Linked DNA regions of Mus musculus: all the other regions are linked to region 1. Evidence: chromatin contacts called from public Hi-C, HiChIP or PLAC-seq and promoter capture Hi-C data. All regions are on one chromosome and are shown on one strand. The core of a region is the stretch at or near the end of the contact, and the rest is flanking DNA. Distances in the headings are between cores, read along the strand shown. Region 1 holds the start of Ebf1 (early B cell factor 1). Region 2 holds the start of Sox30 (SRY (sex determining region Y)-box 30). Region 3 holds the start of Clint1 (clathrin interactor 1). Region 4 overlaps Gm39816 (a long non-coding RNA gene).

What was found. Promoter capture Hi-C pulls out the DNA fragments that hold promoters and counts their contacts. Hi-C and Micro-C count contacts between places; a contact is called where the count stands out from the background. HiChIP or PLAC-seq counts read pairs in DNA pulled down with a chosen protein or histone mark.
Region 2: a promoter capture Hi-C map of cranial neural crest shows a contact between it and region 1. The contact joins the promoter of Sox30 here to the promoter of Ebf1 in region 1. A contact is called at or near these places in 2 of 39 promoter capture datasets (cranial neural crest and liver).
Region 3: a Hi-C map of B cells shows a contact between it and region 1, with 12 read pairs. The contact joins the promoter of Clint1 here to the promoter of Ebf1 in region 1. A contact is called at or near these places in 2 of 39 promoter capture datasets (both in embryonic stem cells), 1 of 484 Hi-C or Micro-C datasets (B cells), 8 of 115 datasets of contacts at active chromatin or transcription factors (the 230-238 cell line, embryonic forebrain, embryonic stem cells and 3 more) and 1 of 9 other capture datasets (embryonic stem cells).
Region 4: a contact with region 1 is called in an H3K27ac HiChIP or PLAC-seq map of microglia, with 6 times the contacts expected there. The contact joins the enhancer-like site here to the promoter of Ebf1 in region 1. A contact is called at or near these places in 11 of 39 promoter capture datasets (the 3T3-L1 cell line, 3T3-L1-derived adipocytes, the C10 cell line and 6 more), 1 of 15 datasets of contacts at CTCF or cohesin (large pre-B cells), 7 of 484 Hi-C or Micro-C datasets (CD4 T cells, LSK cells, cerebral cortex and 3 more), 15 of 115 datasets of contacts at active chromatin or transcription factors (the NIH/3T3 cell line, craniofacial prominence, embryonic fibroblasts and 10 more) and 6 of 9 other capture datasets (adipose tissue, embryonic stem cells, embryonic tail and 3 more).

Annotation. Positions count from the first base shown.
Region 1 is chr11:44,616,410-44,619,873 of GRCm38.p6, forward strand. Ebf1 (early B cell factor 1) reads left to right here and starts at 1,691. Exons shown (of 16, transcript NM_007897.3): 1 at 1,691-1,903. The coding sequence starts at 1,770.
Region 2 is chr11:45,978,759-45,982,222 of GRCm38.p6, forward strand. It overlaps Sox30 (SRY (sex determining region Y)-box 30), which reads left to right and starts at 1,552. Exons shown (of 5, transcript NM_173384.2): 1 at 1,552-2,615. The coding sequence starts at 1,562.
Region 3 is chr11:45,850,124-45,853,587 of GRCm38.p6, forward strand. It overlaps Clint1 (clathrin interactor 1), which reads left to right and starts at 1,846. Exons shown (of 12, transcript NM_001045520.4): 1 at 1,846-2,069. The coding sequence starts at 2,029.
Region 4 is chr11:45,697,700-45,701,163 of GRCm38.p6, forward strand. The region is part of intron 3 of Gm39816 (a long non-coding RNA gene); the gene reads right to left. Among named protein-coding and RNA genes, the nearest start is that of Gm35282, 4.4 kb to the right of the region's middle. Within about 2 kb of position 1,947, at least 6 of the 459 cell types and tissues checked have an H3K27ac peak or open chromatin away from gene starts, as enhancers often do. A contact at or near this core is called in microglia, where this site is marked.

The sequences.
Region 1 (3,464 bases), core at 441-2,940:
AATCAGAGAAGGCAACACCCTTGCTGCAGTTGTTAAAGAAAAATAAAGCTACTTTGCGGAGCAGGAGAAGGGACTGAGGATCTGAAGATATTTAGAGTCGCAGGCTGCATAGCCCCAGAGACTCATTCACTCTTAGGGACTTCTGGAGAGTAGTGACCGAGTGAAAACCGCGCCCAACAGCATTCGTGTCTGGGTTAGCACCAGAGTTAGAGGCATTTCAGAAGCCTGCTGAAGACTGAGTCTAGAATGCCCATTCCCTTGCGGTCTACTAAAGTCGTATTGGTTGGGGCTTTAGGTTTCTCTACCTCTCCTGACACGGAGATAATGTCTTCCGAGTGCCCTCAAGTCTCGATCTCGCGCACATAAAGTTCATCCCGCCACCCTTGTTTCAGAGTGAAGAGCTGGACACCTGGGATGGGCATCCTGCCTTTTCTGCCTGGTCAGTCCTTTTTTCCTCCACGTTTGCCCCCGAAGTCCCAGGACAGGCAAGCAAGGGACTAGGCGTCTGCCCAAAGAGAACGCAGTCAGTACGCCTCCGTCGCGCTCAGGGCTCGGAAGGGATGCTTAAGAACTGCCATGGTGCATACCCCTTCGACTCAGGATACCTCCATCTCCTTCCCTCTGCCCCCTCTCTCGCTCTCTAAGGCCACGCTCCTTCCAGTTTAGACGCTAGAGCTCAGAGATCCCTTGCTCGCCACTTTGCCGGGAACTTTGGCGGCTCCCCTGCGCCACAAGGAGAAGGATGTTAATGAGGGAGTGTGGCCAGGCTCTGTGAACAAGCCAGCTCGGGAGCTGCGATTGGCTGTGATAAGGCGGAAGGATGACGTTATGCAAAGAAGGGGCGTGTCTAGGCTGCGAGGGCCCCGCCTCCTTCCCTTTGGGGTTAGTGTGCCTGTGTTTAGCTCTGGGGAGAGTCAAACTGGATTCCACAGGGAGAGCCTGCAAATCACTTCTATTTTAGCAAGGAGAAAACAGAATCTCCATCCAGCAGGGTCCACCCCTCTCTTTCTCCCTCTCCTCTCTTTTTCTATCTCTTTCCCTCCCCCCTTCCTCTTTCCCTCTCTCTCCCCTTCCCCCCCCCCCCTCCGGTGTATCTGTCTACAGCAACCAGCGTCCTCATCTACACGCACGGAAAGGAAAGAAACATCTTTGGTTGAGAGAGGAGGAGGAAAAAAGAGAGAGAAAAAAACTTGCCTGGTTGTGGAAAATGACACTTCAAGTAGCCAAGCCGGCTTCGAGAGTCGTATCTATTGTTTCTTAAATTGTCATCAGGGTGGTTTTTTTTCTTCCTGCTTCTTCAAGTGAAGGTACCGCTACAAAAGGAAACTCCAGCCCCTCCTGTTCTCCAACGGCCTGTGATTACTACAAAAAGAAAAAAAAAAAGGCAAAAAAAAAAAAAAAAGCAAAAAAAAAAAAAAAAAAAAAAAAAAAAAAGGAAAAAAAAAGCACCCAAACTCAAAACCAACCAACCAAACAACCCCCAACAGCCAGGCATATATCTCTGTTTTTTCTTAATTTTGGTCTTTTCGTTGGATTTTCCCTTTCTTTTTTTTTCCCCTCGCCCCCCTCCTTGTTATCGCTCAGTTTTGAGCGAAGGTTTACATTTTTAAAAATTTTGCTTTTCAGCCCGCCTTGATGTAGCGCGAGTCTCATCGACTCAAAAAAAAAAAAAAAAATCTGTGGTTGGCGTTTTTTTTTTTTTTTCCTTTTTTTTTTTTTCAAATATTTTCAAAGGGGAGGAGATTTTTCCACAAGAAAAGGTTGTTTTCATGTTTGGGATCCAGGAAAGCATCCAACGGAGTGGAAGCAGTATGAAGGAAGAGCCGCTGGGCAGCGGCATGAACGCGGTGCGGACGTGGATGCAGGGCGCCGGGGTGCTGGACGCCAACACAGCGGCGCAGAGGTGGGTACCGCTGGGGGACCGTGGAGGAGAGGCCACCGGCTAGCGGGAGAGCCCGGAGACGGCGGCGCGGCTACCCGGGGCCTGGCCACGCGAGTGCGTCTGCCGCTGCGCTGCGCTCGCCGCCCGAGCTCCGCGCTCCTCGGCTGCGCAGCACTCGTCGCCGGGTGGCCAGAGATCAGCGAGCTGCTGGAGGGAGCCGAGCCCAAGCTTTGCCGGCACTTTCCGCAGCCCCATCTGCGAGTGTTTTCGTTTTGTTTTAACCCAGAAGAGGCGTCTCTGCAGCTCGGTGTTGGATAGCTGCGCTTTTCTGACCGCTTGTTTTCTTTTCTGTGTGGTTATATTTTTCCCTTTTCCTCTCCTTCTCTTCGCTTCCTTTCCCCTTTATTTCGCTTCAGTTCTTTCCTTTTTCTTCTTCCCTCTTTTCTTTTTTCCTACTTAATTTTCTTCTCTCCCCCTTTCTTCCTTTCTATTTTCTACCTTCTTTAATTCTTTCCTTTCCCCCTATCTTTCCTTTCCCTTTTCTACCTTCTTTAATTTTTTCTTGTCCTTCTCCACTCTTTTCCCCCCTTCTTTCTCAGTTTCACTCTTCGTTTTTCTCTTCTCTTTCCTCACCTGGCTCTCTCCCCCGTTTCTCTCTCTCTCTCTCTCTCTCTCTCTCCATTTTTCTTCTTGGAGTCTCCTCTTATTTCTCCTATCTGGTTCTTTACTCTCTCCTCTCTCCACTTCTTAGCCTTCAGTTTTTCTCAGTCTGCCTGTAGAATAGTGATTTCCAACTTTAATTTTCACATCTCCTAAAAGCCACCCTCATCCACTGTCACCTTGGCCTTCCCCAGTCCCTCTCCCACTCTCCAGATCCTACACTGAGTGATTTGGAGGCCATGCTCTTGGAGACCAACTTGAGGAACTTCCCTGGACACACCCAGTGCCCTGTCCAGGGGCTCCTAGTCCCAAGTGAGAAATGGTACCTTGCCCTTTTCATTGCTGGCCACCACCTGGGCTTCGGGGAAAACTTTGTGGGCCCAGGCTCCATTAGACATAAAGGGTGCAGAAGGGGAATGGGGAGTAGTTCCATCTTTCCATTTTTGGGGGGAAGGGCTAGGGACAACTGTCCTATACTGTTTCCATCCCCATGAGCACAGGGTTGGGAGTGGTTGGTAGTGAGAGTGAATTGGGTAACTAGGCTAGAAGCGAAAGTGTGTGTGTGTGTGTGTGTGTGTGTGTGTGTGTGTGTGTGTGTGTGTGTTGTCCGATAGTGTCCGGCAGTTTGGGCTGTCATTGTGGTGCCCCCGGGCATCCTATTCTCCAGTCCCCCGCGGATCTTCTCAGCCAAGAAGCCTTGGCCCTTTGGGTTTCTGGAATGTGTGAGGAGGATTTCTCAGAATGGCAAAACTTTGGCAAGACAGGTCTTTTATTTAAAAAAAAAATTAACCAAACAACAACAGTCACTTACAACAGTAAAACAAGACGCCCCAGTTCTCTTTCCCATGGCGATCGATCATTTCTAATAGCCGCGAGTCCCAATCAGGGACCCTTCTCCGCTTGCTTGCCGTTTGTGTAGAAA
Region 2 (3,464 bases), core at 302-2,801, 1.4 Mb after region 1:
AGCATTAGAAAGAATTCATCTTTAATTGCCTTGGCTATAGTGTTTATCTTCCTCAAGATAGAGCATTAACTTTTAGTAAAGAATTCATCTTTAATTGCCTTGGCTATAGTGTTTATCTTCCTCAAGATAGAGCTGTAACTTTTAGTCAGGATGTCTAGTGATGCAGGAAATGTTGATAATTTCTCATTTACTTGCTAATATTGAATAAAAACTAAACACACTCCTTCTTAAAAGAAGAGGCACACACATGGAAAAAAAACCTTAAAATGAGCCCTTAATATACATAGTATTACTATTTTATTATGCTGTGGCAGTTCTTATTTCTTTATTCAATAAGCATTTATTGCACAATTACTCAACAGTCGGCACTGGGGAGTCAATGATGAGCAAAACAAAAGCAGTTCTTTCCCAAAGGAGGTAACAATCAACTGGAAGAGGCGCAGAATAATCACACAAAGAAAGCACTTCAAAGGACATGATCAGGTGTGAGTGCATAAAAGAGATTCGAACGAATGCTGTCATGGTTTTCTCTGAAATGCCGGTTCAGCTCCAAGTTGAAAAATAAACGGGAGTTACAAGAGACATAAATGCTTGACTTGCTAAAGCGTCCTGTGATGAAAAAGAATAGCATGGGAAGCAATGTGGTGAAAGTGTAAAAAACTCAAACTGTAGGTATAGCCTAAGCTACTAATCAGGTTTATCAGGCTCTGCGGGGTTAAGAATTTCGAACTTTTATCTCATAACCAGTGGGAGCGGCAGAAAGATTTGGGGGAAATGTGACAGTTTGACTTGTATTTTTAGAACAACTGGCAGTCGGGAGGTAGTGGGACATAGGTGAAGAGCAAAACTTCAGGAGAACTGTAACATCCATATGGAATTAGAGAAGGACAATGGAAGCCTAAGCAGGATAATGGTGGGTGGGACCTCAAAAGGTGGATGAATCTGGGTCGCATCTTGGAAGCAGACTGAAAATTCAACTAGTAAAATAGTTATACCTAGTCAAAAACCAGGTCCAGTAAGATCAGTTATAAGTTCCAAGGTGTCCCCATACTTGAGAATGACTAGAAGACCCTATCAGACTCCGGCTTTATGAACACACAAGGCCGAGAGCCCAGCCCGCAAGAAAGGCCCACGCCTTCATCCCTGGAGGTCCTTGGTAAAGGCGTGGAACAGAAGGGTTTCCTGGGCAACGCCATTGTCGCGCTCCAGGAGGGGGCGGGGTAACCAAGGTCAAGGCCTAAAGAGAATCCGGAAGAGAGGGAGAGTGAAGAGGCGTGGAAAATGGGACACAAGGAGCTTCGGCCCGGTCTATGGCGGATGATTCCAGGGTTCTCGCACGCGGCTAGTGTGGAGGGTGGGAGGAGCCGGGGAACGTGCCTGTGATTGGCTGGCGGGAGACACCGGGCCGCTCCTGATTGGGCGAGGCGAGCCCGTCTGTGGAGCGCGTAGGGTTCTGGGTAGCCAAGGCCTTGGAAGGGTCTTAACCGAAAGGGGGAGGGGGAGGCCGCCAACAAACGGCTGAGCTCACAATCCCGGCCGCGGCCCGCCCGCCCCCTCCCCCATGGAGAGAGCCAGGCCGGAGCCACCGCCGCCACCGCCGCCGCCGCCGCGCCAACCGCCGCGGCCCACCCCTCCGCGCCCGTTGCGCCCCGCTCCGCCCGCGCAGCCCGTCGAGGCCGCCACCTTCCGGGCCGCGGCCGCAGAGCGCTCCCAGTCGCCGTCGGCTCAGGCCACGGCCGCCATGGCCGCGGTGGCCTCGTCGTGCGGGGAGGCCGCGGCGGCGGGTGCGCAGGCGGCAGGGACGCGACGCCTGCTGCAAGTGAAGCCGGAACAGGTGCTGCTGCTGCCTCCCGGAGGACCGGGGGTGCCTCCGGCTCCCGACGAGGGCGCAGCCGCCGCCGCCGCTGCCGCTGCCGCCGCCGCCTCGTCCGCGCAGGCGCGCCTGCTGCAGCTGAGGCCGGAGCTGCTGCTGTTGCCTCCGCAGTCCGCGGCCGACGGAGGCCCCTGCAGGCCGGAGCTGCACCCCATGCAGCCCCGGACGCTGCTCGTCAAGGCCGAGAAGCAAGAGCTGGGGGCGGGCTTGGACCTGTCGGTGGGATCTCGGAGGACCACCGAGGCCGGCCCGAGAGCCTCGAGGGCCGCCAAGTTGGATGGCACCGGGAAGGCCCTCGACGGCCGCCGAAGCGATGAGAAGAAAGCCAAGCTGGAGGCAGAGGAGGCTCCGAGGGATGCGCTGAAAGGCGGGGAAGGCAAGAGCCTGCTGGCCATCGGAGAAGGAGTCATCAAGACGGAGGAGCCAGACAGACCCAGGGACGATTGTAGGCTGGGCACGGAGGCCACGTCCAATGGCCTGGTCCACAGCAGCAAGGAGGCCATCCTGGCCCAGCCGCCTAGTGCTTTTGGGCCACACCAGCAAGACCTAAGGTTCCCTTTGACACTCCACACCGTCCCACCTGGAGCCCGTATCCAGTTTCAGGGGCCTCCGCCTTCTGAGTTGATACGGTTGTCCAAAGTCCCCCTGACACCAGTGCCTATTAAAATGCAGTCCTTGCTGGAGCCTTCTGTAAAAATTGAAACCAAAGATGTCCCCCTCACCGTGCTGCCCTCAGATGCAGGTATTAGAAGCCAGGGGAATCTGGCTTTCACAGGTCTGTGTTGCACAGACATATTAGCAGTTCAGGAGCTGAAGCTCGAAAAGTAGAATCCTGGTACGGCCCTTAGCTTGCACAGGGAGTGCTTCTGGTTGATTTGCCCACATACTGGTAAAATACACTTAAGTATTGCCACAGTTTTTATAAACAGTCACTCTTAAGACTTAGTAAACAGATTAAGAGAATAGACTCAACAGAAGGCCTTGTTAGATGATACAGATTCCTCAGTTTATATAAAATAACATCAAATTTTCTATCATAGTAGCTTCTTAGGTTTATGTGTATCAAGAAATAAAATATACCAGTGTTCGAGAAAAATGATAGTTGTTTATATTGACTATAGATGTTAAAAGAGAACAGTAACTTTTCTGAGAGAAAACATACATATAGCATATAGCTAAAGCTTTTAGAAATAATAAAAATAAGCCAAGTGATTTTTAAAAGAAGTGATTATATTTAAGATATATTTTAAAGATATATTTAAAGCATATATCTAAGCATATATATAGATACAGATATATTTAAAAGAAGTCACTACAACCAAATACTACTTTCCAGTATTTTCAAGTATATTTTAAGCAAGTCCTTAGAATTAGTTCACACAGAACTCTGTATCACTGAATGTTTTAGGAAGTCATAATCATTCTTCATGTTTACATGAACTTTTACATTTATTATTATTTTTTAATTTTTAGTCCCGATTCTCCACTTCTGGTTTTTTTTTGGGGGGGGGGGGTTGGTTTTTCGAGACAGGGTTTCTCTTTGTAGCCCTGGCTGTCCTGGAACTCACTTTGTAGACCAGGCTGGCCTCGA
Region 3 (3,464 bases), core at 596-3,095, 1.2 Mb after region 1:
ATCAGATGCTCACATTGTGCTTGGTGGTTAAATGTTGAGGCCAGCTGTGCACTGCCCAGGGTATGGACACTGCTTGTTTTGTGCCGAGTTCATTCTGCAGGTGTCCTCATGACTGGCCTGTCTGAAAGTTAACTTGTTGAGCTCTTATTGATGCAAAGCAGTTTCTCTTATCTGCCCTGGCCGCATTCCTGCCTTTGAACCTTGGGCTGGACAATACTTTCAAGAGGAAAATTACACTTTTTTTTTTTTTTTTGAAAGCTCTGGTTCTCCAATTACCTCTGCACCCCTTTGCCTCCTTTCCCAACCTATGGCTCCAACTGACTTAGCTTGATCTCTAGAGCCCCTATCTTAAGGAATATGTGAGTCAGCTTTGTTTTGGTTTCTGCACTCTGAGGTTCTCAGTTTTGTTTGCTTCTTTTTCGGGACCATACTGGAGTGCTTTCAAAGCTGCTTCCAATAACCAAGTAAATGCAAACTGACGTCTTGACTAAAGGATCTGGAATAAGAGGGCCTGGGTCTTGGCTATTTACAGCCACTGTTTGCCCTTCGTTGTGAATCTTACTTGTCTTGTGTTCCCTCCCCCAATCATTCTTTTCTTGATCTTCTTAGGGCCAGTTCCTTTGTATTGTTCCAGTTTTAGCATACATTCAATCTCCTCAAAGAGCCCTGAATATTCTGCTGTTTTTCCTCTGACATTGTTGTCTGTAACATTATGTTCTTGGTTTTGACAAGCACTTATTCTCTCTAATTAAATATTTTCTTGATTGTTATGTCCCTCCTCCAGTGACCTTTAAGCTCCCAGGGAACTTGAGCCCCAGCTGTAGTCCTCGCTTGTAACACCCTGAAGATGCTCAGTAAATAGTGGCAGAATTATTTTTTAATTAAAAAAATGTATATGTATAAATACATATATATTTACATATATAACTTTATTTTAACATTTAAGTAATTTTTATTTTATTTCTTTACAAATAAATAACATTTAATTAAAGGTTTTAATTATAACTTAAAAATTAAGGTCTTATTGTGTAACCCTGGCTGACCTGGAACTTCTGATGTAAACTAGACTGTCCTCAAACGCATTGAGATTCGCCTGCCTCTGCCTTCTGAGTGCTAGGATTAAAGCAGTCTGCAACCAGGGCAGGTAAAACTTATAAAAATTAAGGAATTGCCTAAAACAAAATGTAGTATTACTTCAAGTTTTATCACAAGTTTTGACTGACATATTAAGTGAAAAACCTGATCAGTGGAAATTACTTTAGCAGATCTCAAAAATTATGTATGCTTTTAGAAACCAAAGCCACAGAGTTCTTGGGTATATCACATAAAACACATATAGGTATGCTGTGTATGAGTACTGGTGGCTTTCTGGTTTCCCAACTAATGTGAACTAAGTTTCTGAGGCTTGTTACAAACTATCTTAACGAGGGTACTAGGTAGCTGTCTACAGATAAAATCATTGTATCATAAAACTAGAGTGGGGAAGGATTTAGAATAAAATTCTACACTGGTCAGGGCTGGAATCCCAGGTTCAGTGATGTATAGACGCCTATATGTTTGGAAGCAAATGCAGAAACACGTGCGTAGATGAAGAACACGCACGCCAATCACACTCTGTAATCGTGCTTAGCATCAATGTGTACATCTGAAGAAGGTGAGCGCGAGTAAGTCTTGCAACTGTTGTGATGGCAATCACGCGGAGGCTGTGTCAGAGGTCCCCAAACCGCAGCGATCTCAGCCCTCTCACGCTCCGGGGGCGCAGGGCGCGGACTACAATTCCCGGCGTGCGGCGCGCGGCGCGGGCGGAAAGCCGGCCACTTCCGCCCCACGCAGCGCCGGTGCGGCCGCGTCTCGACGTGTCACTGGCGGCGCCGTGGCTGTGGCCGGGAGAAGGAGCTCCGGCTAGGGAGAGTTCGCGGCGGTGGGTGGCGGCGGCGACCCGGACCTGGACCAGCCCCGGCGCGGAGGCGTCCCGGGGTCCGTGGAGAGTGGCGGCGGGCGGCGGCGGGCCGGGCCGCGCGGGGCGCGATGCTGAACATGTGGAAGGTGCGGGAGCTGGTGGACAAAGCGTGAGTATCGGGGGGCAGTTGCGGCCGGCCCCGCGGCGGGGGCGGGGAGCGTGCGCACGGTGGTCCAGCGCGCGGGGACACGCGGCACGCCCCCCCGCCCTGCGGCCTGGTGAAGGCGGCGGCCGCGGCGGGCCTGGGCCTCGGTCTCCGAGCCTCTGGCGGCTCAAAACCCCCCTCCCTGCTCCGGTCTCTGCTCCCCGGGACGTCCTCACCGCGCCCCTACCCCGCGCCGGGCAGACAGATGCTTTGATCGTCGTACCCAGCTTGGAGTTTGGCCTCCTGGACACCAGGCCCGGCTTGGGGGCGAGGGGACGCGTGCTCCCGTCCCCGGTAACCCCCGTGGTGTAATTCGGAGACACCTTAGGCCTGGCCTGGTATGCCCTTTACCTTGGTAGACACCTTTGAATTTCTAGTGAACCTGCAGTGGAGTGAGTGGGAGGTGTAACAAGTGGTCACTGTGGACAGGCTGGAGTTGCTCAAGAGGAGACTCGCCCTTCGGGTTTGTCACACTAAGTGAAAGCAGATGACCAGACAACTTTCCGTGACTGTTTTCCTCTAACTTTACCACTACACTTCCTTTTGGGGTGGGCAATCATGTAAATAAAAATTACTCTAAAGGGTGAAGGAAAAGAAAAAAAGCCCAGTTTATATCCTGTTGACCTGTTTTTAACTCCTTTCAGAGTAAAATAACTCAGTGCTTTTAGTATACTCAGAAACCCTTAGCACTTTAAGTTGAGCATATCGAAAATAACAGTAGGTCTTTTAGGTCACCAGGAAATAAGACTTTAAATATTTAACCAGCCCTCTTCCTTTTTGGGTTTTTGTGATTATGCAATAAGTGTGGTAAAGAAACAGTTCTTTTGAACCACCCACCTAACCTGAAACCAGGAAGTATAGAAGCTCTTTTTGACCCCAGAAAACAACATTCTTTAAAGCAACTTGTCTGACGCTTCTGATGGTGCTTTGCTACCAAGGAAGTGCTTAAGGAGTACCGTTTTCAGAACCGAAAGAGCTAAGTTCTTAACTTTGTAGAATTCCCGTCTTCTCCAGTTCAGGATGAAGATCATTGCGGCCCTCTTAGTCCATGAGGGTGAAGAGCCAGGGGCTTCCGTTTCCTTAGGATGATTTGTGATACAACACGTTCCTGTCTGTGCTTCTGAAGAGAACAATTTTCCCACTGACTTTGGAGGAAGAGAAACCTCACTGAGAAGCTGCGAGTCTGAAAAGATTTTGCTTTGGTGGTTTTAGTATTCAGTTTTCCCATTAAGTGTGCAGACATTTAGCTGGGACCATTTCATTACTTGTAAGCTCTGTTTTTTTGCCAAAGAGAAAAGTCATTTCTTTTACAGATCCATGGCTGTTTTCAGTGTATCATATGAGGAAGAGAATACCAGC
Region 4 (3,464 bases), core at 697-3,196, 1.1 Mb after region 1:
GTCTGCCACATTAATATGCTAATTGTGAGGGAAGGTATGTGGAACTAATTCCATGTATCTAGCAAGTAAAGGCATCCAGGTGATGCCAAGATACCAAGGCATTGAAAGCAGTGTTACGGTGTGACTTTGTGGGTGTCGGGGCAGGGCACTGGCGGAAAAGCATCTTCCCTTCTGATTCCTTCATGGGTCGTTCATTCCAGACAGTCTGCCAGAAAGCAAGCTCCTTTCTCCTCTTCCTGCTGGTGTTGGCATACCCTGGTGCATGGACCACACCAGCAGCATTCTCCTTCCCCTCAGGGACCCATCAGGAAGAAGCAACCTGATGCCTTAAGGATGGGCATTGGGCTTTGAAGGAGTGTCTGGCTTGAATACACTGGGCAGAAAGAATTTTGACTAATTGAACCGTCTGGTGGAGGAGGACGACAAAAGCTGTATCAACCCGGACGTGCCGATCTTACAGAAGACCAGTCTGTGTGAGATAGAAAAGATGGGTGGCCTGTTGGTGATCACTTCAGGGGACCTAAGCACATCTGCCAGAGTGGAACTTAAAGTAGAACTTCCTGATTGTGAACTTCCTTTGCAATACAGACTCATAAGCAGTCTGTAAAATAAAATGTAGACTCACACTTATATGTGTTTATGTGTATGCAGCTATAGTGCAAGGCTGTACACTCGGGGAATGGAGGACAGATTACAACCTCAGGTGTCAGTCTTCAGATGCCAACCACTTACAAAAAATAAAAAAGTATGTCTCACTGGTGCTGAGCTCAGCAAGTAGGCAATGCTGGCTGTCCAGTGAGCCCCGGAGATTCCTCTTGTCTCTGCTTCTCCAGCACTAGGAGTATAAGTGTGCGGCATCCCACACAGCTTTTTTATGTGAGTTCTAGGGACCAGATTCCAGCTACATCATTTCCCCAGTCCCGGGCTTTGGGTTGTTGGGCCCCCCCCCCTCGCACCCCCCCCACATGAGGGCATTCTTAGTTTCCTCCTTTTGTGTGATTTCTTTAATAGGTATAAGCCTCATTTGTTAACAAAATAATAAATGACCTTCATGGTTTAAATTTCAGGGTCCTCCAAAGTCTTCCTGTCTGATGCCCCATGAGACCTAGACAACACCAAAACAATAACAACAACAATATGTGTGAAACACTGGCATTGCTAGTGCTGTTGGTCACATTATATCCGTCTTGAAATGGCAGATAGCTCTCTGATATTGGAAGCGTGGCACATTAGGCATGTTAGCAGAGAGATAGAAGTAGAGCCAGAGAGGAAACTTACAGAGTGAGGGACTTGTTAGGGAACCATCCCCAAGAGAAACTGGTAAGGCAGATGCAGGAAGAGAGAAAAGGGAAGCCAGAGCCTGGTTTCTGGCAAAGCCCCACCAAATTCCCACGAAGAGCCTTTTGAGCTGATTGCTCAGGGAACCTACAGTATAAGCTACAGACTCCCAAGGTTCTCTCCACTGCAAGCAAAGGAGCCAGCCTTCTGAATTCCTGTCAAGTCAGCTCATTGCTCACAAAAAGCTGACCCTGGTGACTAAAGTCTGTATGTTTTAGGCAATGCCACTCACATCTAGCAGCCAAACAGTATCCATCAAAAGATAGATGGGGCAGGTTGTCATAGAGACAAAAGCAACCAGAATATGGGGCAGGAAATAATAGATCCATAGGGATCTAAAAGAAGCTTCACAGAGTTTGCCTCAAACAGGAAGCTGCAAACAGATGCCTGCACTGGGTGTCTTGGATTCTCTTCCTGTGGCTCTGATAACATACACGGACAAAGGCAACTGAAGAGGGAACTGAAGAGGGAAAGGTTTCCTTTTTGCTCATCGTTAAATGGGCAGCCCATCCTGGCAGGGAAATCAAGCAGGAGCCTGAAGCAGCTGGTGATGTTGTTCCCACAATCAGGAAGCAGAGAGCGAGGAATGCTGTGACTCAGCTCTTTTCTCCACAGTACCATCCAGGACCCAGCCAGGAAATGGGGCAGCCCACAGTGGGTGGGTCTCCCCACACTAAGTAACATAATCAAGCTAACTGCCACCGTCATGCCCATCTCTCAAGAGATTCTATGGAATTGATAGTTAACAGTAACCAACACTTTATTAGAGTTCACCTAAAAGAAGCAGGCTAACCTTACAAGAGAGCAGACCTCAAGAAGGAGACAGACTTGTCTTGGAGAGCAAGGACATAGATATAAATTCACCATCTCCCTGGAGATTCAGGCAAGCAGAGTTTGATGCCAAAACTACAATGAGTTCGAGCGGAGAGACTCATCTCGTATTATTTATGCAACAAACTTTTCCTGAGTCTTCATGCAAGATATTGGGGGCGGGGGATCTAATAAAACAGACCTTGAAGATCCCAATTCTAAAGAGCTTCCTATGTGGTGGGGGAAAATGGGTGAAATCCAGGAAGCCAAACCAGATAAAGTCCAACACTATCAAATGCTGGGACAGTGATACAAAGACATGGCAGAATAAAGAGGGGTGGGGCGGGGTGCGGGCTGCTGTTCAAAGGAAAGCCTTTCCCAGATGCCATCCAAGAAAAAGACTTCAAGTGTGGAAGATACCCGTGTAGAACTGTGTGTGTCTGAAAGCATCGATGGAAATTTTACATGGAAGATAAACTGTTGGTTGTCAACTATAGAGAAAGATTGCTCTGAAGGCTTACTCAAGAGTTCAGAGGTGATGCTCAGACCTCAAGCTTCAGTAAGAGCAATGGAGACAGTGAGGGGATGCAGAGAGACTGGAGCCAATGCAAAAGGGTATATGGTCTAGAGACAGCATTTTGGAGGGAAGGTTATAGGCTCCAAATGCTGCTCTAGAGTATGGCCACCCTCATCCTTTAACTTGCCCATCTGTACACTTCAGAAAGTAGCCATCTCATCAGCATCAAACCCACACCCAAATGCATCCAGCCAGTCCATCAGCATCAAATCCATTATCATCAAACCCACACCCAAATGCATTGACAACGTAGGAACCTAGGGATGGATGGGAAGATAGTGAAAGTCAGTCAGTAAAACAATTGCCACACAAACATGGAGAACCTGAGTTCAGATTTCTAGCACCCATGTAGAAAGCCAAACTTACACAGAGAGAGAGAGAGAGACAGAGAGACAGAGAGACAGAGAGACAGAGACAGAGAGACAGACAGAGAGACAGAGAGACAGAGAGACAGAGACAGAGGAAACTCTTCTAGCCACAGTGACGGACTATTTCCAGTTCACATTTATCTAGACCAATGTTCTCAACCTCCCGAATACTGTGACCCTTTAATACAGTTCCTCATGTTCTGGTAACCCCCAACCATAAAATTATTTTCATTGCTACTTAATAACTGTGATTTTGCTGCTGTTGTCAATTATAATGTAAATATCTGCTTTCTAATGGTTTTAGGCAACCCCTGTGAAAGGGTCATTTGACCCTCCAAGGGGGCTGTGACTCACAGGTTGAGAATCATTGT